Linked DNA regions of Gossypium arboreum: region 1 is linked to region 2. The links are chromatin contacts, called in public Hi-C maps. All regions are on one chromosome and are shown on one strand. The core of a region is the stretch at or near the end of the contact, and the rest is flanking DNA. Distances in the headings are between cores, read along the strand shown.

The links. Hi-C and Micro-C count contacts between places; a contact is called where the count stands out from the background.
Region 1: a contact with region 2 is called in a Hi-C map of leaf, with 3 times the contacts expected there. The contact joins the promoter of LOC108468198 here to the promoter of LOC108469735 in region 2. A contact is called at or near these places in 2 of 5 Hi-C or Micro-C datasets (both in leaf).

What each region holds. Positions count from the first base shown.
Region 1 is chr8:44,197,571-44,205,031 of ASM2569848v2, forward strand. It overlaps LOC108468198 (ethylene-responsive transcription factor ERF061-like), which reads right to left and starts at 3,156. Exons shown (of 1, transcript XM_017769084.2): 1 at 1,194-3,156. The coding sequence starts at 2,329. The coding sequence ends at 1,433.
Region 2 is chr8:44,039,934-44,047,034 of ASM2569848v2, forward strand. LOC108469735 reads left to right here and starts at 4,867. Exons shown (of 1, transcript XM_017770750.2): 1 at 4,867-5,818. The coding sequence starts at 4,924. The coding sequence ends at 5,643. LOC108469734 (probable polygalacturonase) reads right to left here. Exons shown (of 5, transcript XM_017770749.2): 5 at 5,785-6,658. The coding sequence ends at 6,018.

The DNA of each region.
Region 1 (7,461 bases), core at 1,906-4,405, 160 kb after region 2:
TTAGTTTGTCAATCATGCTATAATCATATTCTCCGGGTATATATAATGGTCAACCTGGTGTATTCTGCTGGGTTTGTAATAAAAAGGCTAGAAGGTAGTGCAGGAAAAAGTTGAGATCACCACATGCAAATGGAAAAGTCTTCGTCACATGCAAATGCTAGAAGATTGTTTGGATCTTGAGGGAGGGGAAAGCAAAGGGAAAGTTAACGAAGCTCTCAAGAAATTGGACTTACATAACCATGTTCTAATCTTCTCTTTCCTTCTCTGACCCCTTTGACATGCACAGATTCATATTTCATTCAAAAGAATTTGAGAGTTGAGAATGGTTCACAAACTTACATGATGGGTCAATTTTGTGTTAGGACGTTGTGCTGTAATGTCATCGTTCTTTTCACATGAAATGAACTTGGCCTACTGCCACCTGCAATTGGTATTTTTCAGATCCTCATTGTTACAACCACTGCCTGAAATCTTGCACAAGTACAAGAATGCCCTCGGTAATGTTTTCTTAATGATATCATTGAAGGATGTGGTCGTTTTTTAATTTATGATGTAGATTACAGGCTGTTGGTTTGGTTCCTAATATTTCCTGTTGTCCTTGACCTTCATATGAAGTTATACTTTTATGAACTATTGCAACTTAACTCCCCTGTAATTATGAACTAATATTCCTCTGCTTGTTTTGCTTTTATGTTAAGTTCTCCTCAACTTATCTCTTCAATTCATTTATTGGTCAGAGGCCCCCTTCAGATCGAACTGCAGAAATGGTTTAATAAAGAGGTTGCTGAAAACTGAATACATCATTAAAGATAAACCTAAACCTTGATTACCTAATCACCAAAGCAAACCCATAAACAGCCATCGCTAAGCCTGGTTCAACCTTTTTCTGTACCATGTATAGGCATCTTTCAATATTTTTGTACATGTACATGAAGATTGAAGTTGATTAAGAAGAAGGACCACCATCTTTCTCAGAATCGAAGGAAAAGGCATGGCCGTGGCTCTAGTGTTTTCAGGATAAGGGAGTGATCTTATTCGCAACCTTTGCTCAACTTCACCTGCTTGGTTTAAAACCCTATCATGTCCTTTGATAGTGAAATGGTGCTTGTGGAAAAATAGACATGATAAGAAGTGAGGGAATTTTTCATTCACATTCTCAAGGTCCCACATATTTGTAATAATCATGCATCACCTTGAAAATATATTACTCCGGAATTTTTATTTATTTATAAGCGTTTCAACTCCCATTCAAGAAAGAAAACATTCTTGTTCCTAAAATCGAAGACACTGAACAACAGGACATCACTACAAGGTAGTAAGAATCCCAACAAAATTACCATTTACACTATTTAAAAGTCTCTCGGTTTTTAACAGCTAAGTGCTGAAAATTCTCGCTTTTTTGGTGAAAAAATAAATAGAGAAAGTGGAAATCCTAATTGGCAAGAATATCCCATATCAATTCAGCATCAAAAGATGGCATTCTAGCAAGCAAACAGTCCTCGAATTGGGGTTCCTCTGCCATCATCATTGGATAATCGTTAGAAACAGAGGAGGGCGAGTTCTCACATCTCCAAAATCCACCATCAGACACACTGTCACTGAAAGCCACAGGCGATAACGATGATGACGATGAACAGGATTCCGTCACCTTAACTGTTTTGTCAGCTTCTGCGGGACGATCCTTCTTGGCTTTCTTTTTAGCCCTCTCTCTTTTCACCTTTTGACAAATGGCTTGAATCTTAGCATCCACCGAGTTCTTCAGAGCACTCAAACGAGCACCATCTCCAAAGCCCAACTTGCTGGGATCCTTGATGTTTTGGAAATTCAACCTTGCATATTCCCCTCTAAGCTTATACGCCGCACGATCATACGCATAAGCAGCGGCTTCGGCTGTTTCGTATGTGCCTAACCAGATTCGCATTCTGTTCTGTGGGAGTCTGATTTCGGCCACCCATTTACCCCAGTGTCTCTGCCTCACCCCCCTGTATTGCTTCTTCTTTTCAGGACTCAAATAGAAGTTGCTCGTCGATGCGGGGTTTGGATAGGTCGGAATCCGGTTCATTAGCGAGTTGCCCGAAAACGAAGCGTTTCCGTTGTTCTCTTGGCTGAACTTTTGAAGGAGCTCTCTCTGGCGGAGATAGACTGAAGAGCCTATTGGCTCGTAAATACAGTTGGTGGTGATGGCGGTTGATGTTGTCGTCGTTGACGGTGCGCAATGAGAGAAGATTGAATCTAAGGTATTTGAGCCTCCTGACAATATCAACTGTGACAGTGAAGATCCAATATTAACAATATTATTGAATCCAAGAGGATGATTGATTTCTTGCATTTTTTTTATTCTTGATTTGAATCAAAACAGAGGAAACAAGGAGTATAAGAGTAAAATTGAAGAAAAACAGGGGCGCTAAAAAAACTGACCCTTTTTCCTTGTATAAACAAAAGAAAAGAAAGTGAAATTCTAGATAACAAAAGAAAAAGAAAGTAGGGTAATTTGGTTAAGGAAATGAAGAAATCTTGGCTTGAACAAGAATTTTGGTGGGGAGGAAGAAGAAACCCAAATGGTATATGGTGAGAGCCAAGGGTGAGGTTGGTGGTATTTATAGCTGTGGTGGACAGTAAAGCTAAAGCTTAGGATTTTACTTTTAGATATAGAGCAAGTTTGAATTCCGGTCTAACGAAACTTTGAATGGAACTTTAAATGGGTTGCGATGTGTTTAGGCTATAATATTATTTTAATATCTAATTTTATTGTAATAGTTGTTTTTCTTATTTAAAGGAATCTTAAGTTAATTGGGAGGGCATTGCCATGCCTTCCTTTCTCCCTTCTTCTTATGCAACTCGATTTATTATTATTATTTTTGTTTGCCACCAAATTTATTATACTAAAATTTCATGGATGTGTTTTTGCATGAGGTGCAAACATTGTTATAAAATCCGCCCATTCTTTTGAGCAAGAAGAAATAGGAGGAGTGTCCATGAAAGGGCAAAAAGAAGAGGTCCCCCGCACAAAACTGCTAAAAAGCTACTTTTTGTATTTATTGCAAGAGGCAGAGCCAGCTTTGGGTTGTCAAAAGTTAAAACTCCTCTGCGCCACGCGTCTTATGTTATGCCCAGTTGTCCACCACGCTACGCTTTTCATTTTTTTGGTTTCAAACTCTGCACAAAATTCCAAAATCCCATTCAAGTCTGAAACCGTCTCTCTTACTGCTTTTTACTTTCAATGTTCAAAATTCCATTATTATTTTTGTTTCTCTTGATACTATAACATGTTCAAAGATTTAAATATATGTTAAAAAGTCTTTCAACATAATACAATTGGGGTTAAATAGGAAACATCCAAATAACTGAGAACCTAAATTTGTGGAGAGAAGAGATGTTGATATCTCATTTCCAGACCAACAATGTTTGGCAGCACATGGTGAGTTACGTTACCCTTTGGAAAGTATTATTATGAGTAATTGATCCTTACCTTGACATAAAAAGCAAACACAAATTTACTAGAACTAGAATGCCGCCTGGACTTGATGATTTCATTCGCAAATCCAATGCTTATAGCTTTGTAGAAATTAAATTGCGGGTCATGCTGTAACTTTTGCTGGATTGCACTTTGTATTTATCTAAATAACCCAAAGAAGAAACCGAGGGAGAGCGAAAGAAAAAGAAAGTTGATATATAAAAACGAGGATTGATTGAATGAGGTTAAAAGACTTTTTCTACATGAAATCATAGAGGTTGTCATCATTATCAATGTGGGATCCAAGCTTGGTATGGAGCATTAAAGACGTAAAGGTAGAGTTCGAAAAGCCAATATCTATAAGTTTCTTCTTTTCTTTTCTAGTTTGTATTTTCGGGGATGACAAAGCTCGTGAAAGATACCCCATCTGCTGGACTGACCTCAAACGGGAAATAAAGGGTATTGCTGTATTTTGCATGTGAAAGAAACCTAACCATGCCTCACAAGTCAATCCTCAATTCATGTTACGTTGTCTCCAACTTCTCTCTCTCTCTTATTTCTTTCTAATTTTATCTCATAAAATGGATAACATCTAATGTGAGATTTTATTATAGTGTGATCATGTTAAATCCTTTTTAAATTAATTGTTGCATCAAAAATTAAGAAATTATACTAATGGCTTAGAACATGTTAAATCAGTTACTTTTCTTTGAAAATTATTCTGTATTCTTATTTCAACTGTTAATTTAAAAAGATCTCATATAATTCTATTGTAATGGAATTTTTAAATTAATGCTTTATGTGATATAATTTATGACCCTTTTATATTATATAAGTTATAATACGGAGCCAGATCAAAAAAAAAGTTATAATACGGAGATAGAAAAATATCTTTTAAATGTTGAAATTAAAATAATTTTTTTGTTAAATTAAATTTAAAAATAATTATATGAATGAGTTTGTTTGTTCATGTTTCTAGTGTTAGGAGTAATAATGATTTCCTTTTCTTTTCAATAGATTCATACATAAAGACTCAGTAGCCAAGTCTATGGGTAGCTAGAAGAAATTAATTTCCTCTTACTCTTTTTTTTATCCAAGTTAGAATCTTAATGTGGCAAAACGAAGTTGTTGAAATAAGTTCATACTCATTCTTTTGACTTAGTCACCTAAGATAAAATTCTTGACGAAAGGATGAAATTCAGTTGTAGAGGCCTTCACTTAAAAGAAAAAGAAATCAATTTTGAGTGTGGGACACTTGAAAAAGTTGAGATTTGGCAGTGTGGTTGGCAGCTAGACAAGTCAGTGTGCAGGGCGAGGGCGACGCCGACCAAGCCAGTGGTCTAGCCTCAACTTTTATGCTTGCTTGTCTATTGACACGTGCCTAAAGAGTGTGATTAGCAAATTCTCGTGATTTCATATCATTCCTGGTAAAGATTTTCCCGGGCGCACCATTGGCCAACTGTGGCTGTATACGACGCTGCTTTCTTTAGCCAAAGAAGTACAGTACGTCATGTCACCAACAAATTGATGTCACGATGACAAAAGCTTCACAATTTTTTTAGAAACATATTATTGTCCGGTTGAAACTTATAGCATTTTATTTTTAGATAAATGAATGTGTTTTTTTTCTGGTAAATTAATTTGATATGTCTTTATTAATATTGCGTTAATTGTATTGTAAAAATGTAATGAATGAGGATAAATTTTGAATTAAAAATAAGTTTTTGTTAGTACTCTTAAAAATAAAGATAAAATTATTCTTAAAATTTAAAATAAAATTTTAAATTCTTTTAGGGAAAAAGAAGTTTTAAATCGTATAAAACAATATCTTTGATTTATTAAAAAGAATATACAAAATTATTTTTACCACCATGCCAAACTGTTATACAAGTTGTATAATTGTAAAAATATAAATGTACAGAAATTGATTATATTTTTAACGGTATAAATAAATATTATTTTATTAAAAAATTAGTTTATTTTTAGAGATTAATTTATCTATTTTTGAGTAAAGAGAGTAAAATGAAATCTAACTCTTAATACAAAAGCCGCTATAGTACTTTTACCTATACATAACACACTTAAATACTCTTTTGAAAATTTTTACTACTCTTTTAATTTTTTTTTATGAAATAAGAAAACCTTAGTACATTACATAAATTGCGATTGAGTGAACGTAGCACTCATATGCTTGTCCCTATCAATAAGAATACGAGTCCTCTCTGGAGGAACATCAAAAACTTGCATGTTAGATTTTTCAATCAAAGCTAGCTTAGCTAGGCAATTCGCAACTTTATTTTGTTCCTTCAAAATATATCGTATAGTCTACTGATTTTCCTGAGATAAAAAATTATGAATGTTTCTAATAGAGAAGAATTAGAATTTGTAGAAGAACTCCTAATAGTGGCTTTGACTATTTCCAAGCAATTAGTGAAGATAATAAATTTGTCATATCCTCTTTTTTGAACAAGTTTGAGCCCATCAAGAATGCCCCAAAGTTTCGCATCGAAAACTGAACATTTGCCGAGAAATCTATGAAAGCCAGTGATCCAATTTCCTACTTTATCACGAACCACGCCTCCAGCTGCAGCCAGTCTAGAATCCCAATGTACTGCTCCATCAGTGTTGAGATAAACTCGTTCCTTAGATATGCGTGTTTCAGAAAAGTGGTCGATATAGGTAGAAGGAACTACTTGAGGTGAGGAGAATAGTTAAACTGCCCAGCTAAGAGATCCTTGGACGATTTCTTTTGAGCTTCAAGGTTTGCCTTGAAAAATGTATAAATTAAGATTCTTCCAGATACGCCAACTAAGTAAACCAAAAAGATAGGCCCAACTAACTCCCCCTCGTGAATCAACCTATTAACCTGCAAATTTAAAAGGATCCAATCCTGAGAAAGAATAGAGAAAGCGTTAGAAAGATACTTACCTGGATTAACCTAGGGCCAAACATCTTTAACAGCAGGGCAATCACGAAGAATATGTAAAACATCCTCTGAATAATGTCCACAAATAAAATAAGAGGAATCATCCGAAAGTCCCCTCCTAACTCTTTCAACATTACTCAGTAATTTTCCTTGTAAGACTGTCCAAAGAAAGACACGAACCTGTTGAGGGCTAGGACACTTTCATACAATCTTCTATTTCTCGTCTATCCGATTCCAATCTCCCTCTTTAAGAAACTTATAAGCAGATTTAACAGTAAATGTGCCAGATGTAGTGTGGCTCAAGGAAATTCTATCAGGGCCTTTAGAATGATGAGCAGGAGGGATACCCTTAATAGCCTAAATCACATCTTTCGATAGCCAAACCTGAAAAAGGTCAAGGTTCCACGAACCATCCTCTGAAAACATCTCGTGCAGAAGACAATCAAGATTCAGATTGATATTAGGTGAAACATATTGAAAAAGAGGTTCGATATAGGGAATCCAATTATTCTTCCAGCACCGAATTTTATGGCCGTCTCCAATGGACTAATGCAAGTTCTCTCAAAATAAATTCTAAATTTTGGAGAGAGATTTCCAAAGAAAAGATCACCTATTCCTATATATGCAATCTGGTATCTCGTCCTTCATTTGGTATTTAGACCTAATCACATGAACCCAAAATGCTTCCTTATCTGACATTAATTTGAATCCCAGCTTCATTAAGAAAGAAATATTCTGATGGCGAAGTTTCCTCAGCCCTAAGCCTCCACACATTTTTGGTTGACAAATAGAATCCCAACCAACCAGAGACATATTTTTTTTCCTTTCAGAAGACCCTCAAATAAACTGTTTAACCAGACTTTCAATCTCGTCCCGAATTTTCCTAGGTATCATCATAGACTGCATGAAGTAACTAGGTATAGATAAGAGAACTGATTATGCCAAAGTAACACGTCCAGTTAATGAGAGCCTTTTGGCTTTCCAACTGTGAAGCTTACCCCGCACTTTCTCCACCACGAATTGAAGAGTACTACTAGTAACCTTTTGGTGAAAAAGAAGAAGAAAATGACCAAGATTATGG
Region 2 (7,101 bases), core at 3,617-6,116:
AGGGCGCCTTGTGACCAAAGGGGTTTTGAGTTGAAAACCCGAAAGGGCAGCTCAAATTTTGAAAAGCACATGGTAATCTTGCTATATCTGATTCAACAAAGAGTGAAGCGCGTTGCATATCGGGGCATCAACAAAGTATTTCGGAACTTTTAAACACATGTTGAATTCAAGAAAGTCTTCATAGAGCTGGTATATAAATGCTCAAGCGGCGATATCTAGAGCATCTAACTTTTGTCCTGTTTGCTATCTTTAGATTCTTTTTCTTCTCAAAGATAGGCTTTTAGATTAATTTCCTTTGTATTTTTTAACAAATTCATTCAAATCTAATTGTTCTCAAGATTAAATTCATCTTCCATTATTCTTAAAGTATGTTGCATTAAAATAATGATAGATGAATTAAATAATTTTAACAAATGAAGTTTTGCTCATTACTTTGGAAATTTCTAGATAATACAAGAAATTAAAGCAGAACAATTGTTCGAAGAATTCACGTAAGTGAGGTTTGAAAGAACTTGAGGAAATTTTCTCTTTAGTCCAAAATGATGATTGGACAAATCAAACGATTCGATCCTAAGAGAGGATCATCTTACAAACATTTTTGGTGGGTCATAGCATTTGAAGAATGGTACAAACCCACAGGCTGAGTAAGAATGATACTTCGAGAGAAATAAGGATAAACTTCGACGAAAGAATGAGTGGTGACGTCTGGAATAGGGGTCATATTCATAAACATTTTGCATTATAACAGGTTTAATTAGGAGTATTTGACTCACTTCGATCATAGCATCCTAATCATTAGGCATGATCTCATACACATTATACAGGTTATGTCCTTCAAGGGACAATGAAGATTGATGCGCCTTAACCCCCTAAGCAGTAGGGTAACAGGCTAAAGCATAGCAGATTTGACCTTTAGGTGTTTACGCTGAAACGGATCCAAGATGATTTAACATCTCTGTATTGTCAGAGAACAAATCGAAGAAACAGATTTGGCATCTCCATATTTGACGGAGAGCAGATCGAAGACATAACAGATCTAACCTTCGGATGTTTTCACATCGAAGTAGATCCAAGATGATTTGGCATCCTTGCGTTGACAAGGAGCAGATCAAAGACATTGCAAATTTGGCTTTCACGTGTTTACGCTGAAGCAGATCTAAGATGATTTAACATCTCTGTATTGTCAGAGAACAAATCGAAGAAACAGATTTGGCATCTCCATATTCGACGGAGAGTAGATTGAAGACATAGCAGATCTAACCTTCGGATGTCTTCACATCGAAGAAGATCCAAGATGATTTGGCATCCTTGCGTTGACAAGGAGCAGATCGAAGACATAGCAGATCTGACCTTCATTGAAGCAGATCCAAGATGATTTGGCATCTCTGTATTAGATGGGGAGCAGACCGAAGACACAGCATATCTGTCCTTCATTGAAGCAGATCCAAGATGATTTGGCATCTCTGTATTAGACGGGGAGCAGATTGAAGACATAATAGATTGGACCTTCATTGAAGCAGATCCAAGATGATTTAGCATCTCTGTATTAGACAGGGAGCAGATCGAAGACATAGTAGATTTGGCTTTCACGTGTTTACGCTGAAGCAGATCTAAGATGATTTGGCATCTCTGTACTGTCAGAGAACAAATCGAAGAAACAGATTTGGCATCTCCATATTCGACGGAGAGCAGATCGAAGACATAGCAGATCTGATCTTCATTGAAGCAGATCCAAGATGATTTGGCATCTCTGTATTAGACGGGGAGCAGATCGAAGACATAACAGATTGGACCTTCATTGAAGTAGATCCAAGATGATTTGGCATCTTTGTATTAGACGGGGAGCAGATCGAAGACATAGCAGATCTGACCTTCATGTGTTTACATCGAAGCAGATCCAAGATGATAGATTTGGCATCTCTGTATTAGACGGGGAGCAGATTGAAGAAGCAGATTTGGCGCTCTCAGATTAGACGGGAGCGGATCGAAGATAATGATTTGGCGTCTCAGATTAGACGGGGAGCAGATCAAAGATAGCAGATATCGCCTTCCGAGTTGCGGTGAAGCGATTGAAGCCGTCAAGAGGCCATTTAAAGAAGATCAAGGATCAAGAACTCAAGACTCGGCGAGCAGGAAAATTGGTCTTTATAATCTTTGCTCTATTTACATTACAAAGAATGAGCAAAGAGGGCATTATGAGACACTCAATTTTTCCTGTGCCCGTAAATAAGTCCAAAAAAATAATAAACCCAAAAAAACGAAGTCCAAGTTTAGTCCGAATTACAAATATAATTTGGCCCGATCGGAATGGCCTATTACTTGAAAAGATTTAAAGTCCATCTACAAGCTTGACTCATATGGAAATATAATCTTCAATGATATGCAATCTTAGATATGATACAATCTTAGATATGATTGCAATCTTAGATATGATATGCAATCTTAGAAGATATGATTTTGTAATCTTAGAGATTTAATTTGTAGATACCTTTTAATCTTAACCGTTGATGTAATTGATCTGCACTGTTGGATTTGAGGAGGTTCAACTATAAATAGAGGCCTCTCCTTCATTGTAAACAATCGGAGTTTTGGGAAACAATAAAATTTTTGAGAGCTTTCACTCAAATTTCTCTCCCTCTTACGTTCTTATTTTCTACGGTTTGTTCTTATTTTATTCTTTGATCATCTTCGTTTTCAACCCTTTTATTTTGATTTAATCCATGTTTCCGTATTTTTTATATATTTTAATTTTTAATAATTTTAGTATCATATCAAACTCTTTTATTTTTTAATAATTTTTTAGTATTACTCTTAATAAATTATTTTTTAAATTTTACTCAAATCATTATTTTAAAAAATATATTTCATTTAATTGTCATATTTTATCCAAAAGTTTTTCTAAAATGAGGCAATTTTTTTCGTATTTAGGAATTCAAGAAATAATGCCCTAACATATTAGGTTACGATTTCCCGTTTGTCTAAATGCCTAAAGTATCCTTCTAAATAGATTTTGTAAATCACGAGATGATTTCAGTTACGAGAGTTTAAGAATATCGTGTCCTATCATGCTGGATGTGATGTTTGTATTCTTTCGGAGCTAAGGAATCTCGATTTTTTTTCAACTTAAATAATTCCGGTTTTAAAAAAGGGATCCTATTTTTAAATCCTTTCAAATTTTTGACATTAAGACAGAAAACTATTCAAATTGGTACCAATTTTGGGTGTTGCGAGGGTGTTAATCCTTCCTCGTATGTAACCGACTCCCGAACCTGTTTTCTTAATTTTCGTAGACCAAAACGTTTTATAAGGTAATCCAATCACACCTAAAAAGGTTGGTGGCAATTCCTATTTTCGTTTTTCAAAAGTCGATCCCCATTTTTCAAACGTCCCTTTAAAAAATGGTTTCGACACACTAATAATATACTTTATTCTTATTTCATAAATAATTTTAACAAATTATCATATATTTTAATTTTTTTAAATAGATATTTTTTAATATTTTACCATAGGGAGTGTGAAAACTATGCCATCAAATATTGCTGGTGAATGTCAAGTTTGACGCGTTGTTTCTGTCTCAATGTGAAATCAGACTTTGGAAAAATTATTCAATTCCACATTACACACAATATAATATAAACATGGCCAACCCTTATTTAAAGACTAATCAGACATGCCAACGGAACACGGCTTGTAGTGGAAAGGTCAAAATCCTAAACTTTTGGGTATTTGATTTCAAGTTTTATACTAATAATTTCTTTTAAGGAAAAAAATATGTTTAAATTTATATTTTTGTTGTAATAGTAATGATCTTAACTAAATATTTATAATATTTTAATTGGTTAATTCTGCTTTATTGATATATTTGTATTATTATTTAAATTCTTAATTCAATTCAATTAAAAGAACTATTAAAATACTTTTTTATATTTTATATTATTATAATAATATTTTTATCTTATTTATATTTTAAATAAAATCAATAAACATTTTTATATATAGCGAGATTTAAACCATTATGACCCGCATTTGTAAAGTCTTAATTTTTCATATTGATTTAAACCACCTCAATTAAAATTTTGTTTTGATAATATTGTATATTTTAATTTTATTACACAGTTTTTCACTTGAGTTTGTATTTATGTTTTATCAATATTACTTAAGCATATGGCATCATTGATTTAATTTCACAAGTTTATAATTAAATTTTTCACCAACATAATGACAAAATTATGATAAATAAATAAAGTACGTTACCTATTTAATTTCTTTTTACTCACAATTTAAATTATATTTTTATTTTAATTTTGTACATACTATAAATTTATTATTATTAATTTCAAATTATCTTAAACACAAAATAATATTTCATAAGTGTACTTCTTATAACTTTAAAAAAAAAAAAAAAAGCTTCTGGAACACATTTGTCAAACCCATAATTGTCCTATACGACAGCAAACCAAAATTTTAAATGTAAAGTGAATCCCAAAAGTCAGATTTGCCCAGTTTTCAACTTTCTAATTGGTTCGCTATTGCTACTTATAATTCATTTGAAATAATATTAATTAGTATTTATGGAACTATTACTCATTAATCCAAATTATAACATTAAAATAATATAATAATTTTATTTATTAAATTGGTGTGATACTAAAATTATAATATATTAATTTATCAGTGTCATGACACTTCCAATTATGTATTTTATTAGTTATGATGTCATTATTATGTTAAATTAATTCTGATAAATAATAATTAAATAAGTACTGTGTCCTCCATTCAATCTCCAAAGCCACGTGTTGGGTCACCCCTATTGACCGGTTCGGGCACCACCTCCTGTTTCCAAGTCAAAACCACCGGTCCTGACACAGCCCCTTATATTAATCCATATTTCATGCCTTCACCAAAAATCCTTTTTACAAGAAAATGGCTAGACTCGCTTTTCTCTTCACCCTTACTTTTCTCCTCTTCACCTTCTCTCAAGCCCGCTTCATCACATCTGAATCCCAACATGATGTCACCCCCGAAAAATCCGTTACCGATTTTCCCGAATCCGACCCCGAATCCGCCATCCTTCTCCCCAGCGAGAAACCCCACTTTGAACCCCCCAAATTACTCGACTTCAAGCACGATGATGATGCCTCCGGCGTCGCCTCCGTTCCTTTGACCAAGATCAGTTTTAACCCTGTCAACCGCCACTTCCCAAGGCGTCCCTTGATTCCGTTCCGTCACAAGCACAACTGCCGTTTCCATAAACGCTTCATGCCTTTGAATCCACGCTTCCATCAGAAACGCTTCATTTCTTACGGCAACGACATGATACTGTCCGACGAGAGAAGTTTTGACCCAGAGTCACGCGGTGTTGTTCGCCAGATCGAGGCCAGATGGGGCAGTTTTGACGATGATGGCACCGAGTCTAAGCATCATGTAGGTTTTATGAAGCCAGATCACCATGACCACGAGCACCATGATGAAGACCATGACCACGAGCACCATGATGAAGAGGATCATGAGGAAGAGCATCACCACCACCACCACCATCATCACCACCGCCATCATCACCGTGGAGAGGAAGAAAGGGATGAGACAGAGGAGCAGGAGGGCGGGTTCATGGAGAAGTTCCGCAAGTATTTTATTCATTTTTGAATATACCCTGCACGTTATCTAAAATGATCATAGTGATCTAGTGTTGTATCTATCTATATGTTTATTTGGGAAATTTTCACTTTCTAGTTACCAGCCCTTAGGGTATACGTGCATATTTACTATTTAGTGTGCTTTACTATGGGTTGTAAATAAGATTGCACTCGTTTATGGTGAACCATATGATTTTCCTTGTATTATAGTAACTGCACTGTGAGATTTCATATTGCCAGATCACTAGTTTTGTTGTTCTGTTTTTCATGAATTTTTTTACTTGTTGCAATGGAAAGGTTTAACCTGAATATTAAAGAATAAAAAAGAGACATAAAAGGGTTAAAAACAGAGTAGAAAACTATATTTTATAACATGAATGAATCTTAGGAATGGCTGGCGCATGAACCACTCTGTTCTACGCTGGCGAGTTCAGCGCATGGCCGTGGGCTAACCTCGATTGCAGCCCCCCTTATGGCATTGCAGTTCCAGGAAGGAGGTCTTGGTCCAGTCGTGCCCTGGAGGGTAACGTTTGAAAGACAGATGCCGGTGAAAGTGGCATTCTCGATGCCATGCATCCAACCTGCTCGCTGGACATTCACACCCCAAATGTTCTTTAACGTAAGGTCCTTGACATATGGGAGGGCGTTTGGATTAAAATTGTTATCAGGGTGGTCGCCGGTGTCACCTGCTACTTTTATACCTGTTCTGACGTTTTCCATGAACAGTTCAGACACTGTGATGTTCTTTATAACCCCTCCCCTGCCGATGTTAGTCTTGATGTGAACACCAACTCCGGAGTTGTAAAGATTTATGTTCTCGGCCAACACATTCTCCACTCCTCCAGATGTTTCACTTCCCACTGCAACTCCAGCAAATGGGGTTGAACCTGTTACTCGCCGAACAGTGATGTAAGAACTGGGGCGTCCATAAGCAATCCCGTATTCATCCCACCCACTCTTCACTGCCACAAGGTCATCCCCGGTAGAAATGAATGAGTCTTCTATGCAGACATTGGAGCTTGAATCTGTACCAATGAGGCATGAAAGTATAATAATTAAAATCTCCAAGAAATTTCTCCATTCCAATAAACAGATGAACACGGAAAAACTGATCCCTCACATAATATTACCGCGTTCATTCTTAATTACAGCATGGGAATCAATTAATGAACATAGCCATTTTTCAGGAAATTCCAACCGATAGCTTTTACAATATAACATATATATGCAGGGCAAGGAGCAAATGATAAACATCCCACTAGATTTCATTCAGATTTGAAAATTACACCTAATCAATCAAAAACAATTCCTTTCTTCAATTCCTTTTCTAACATTTGGGAAGAGGGTCATCAGAATCAATGTTGTCAAGGGCGCCAGGTGCACTCGAGGCACTAGGATCTCTATATAGCCTGGGGTGCAAGGCGCAAAAAAAGAGCTCGCCCGAGTAAAATGAGACGTAACCATATAA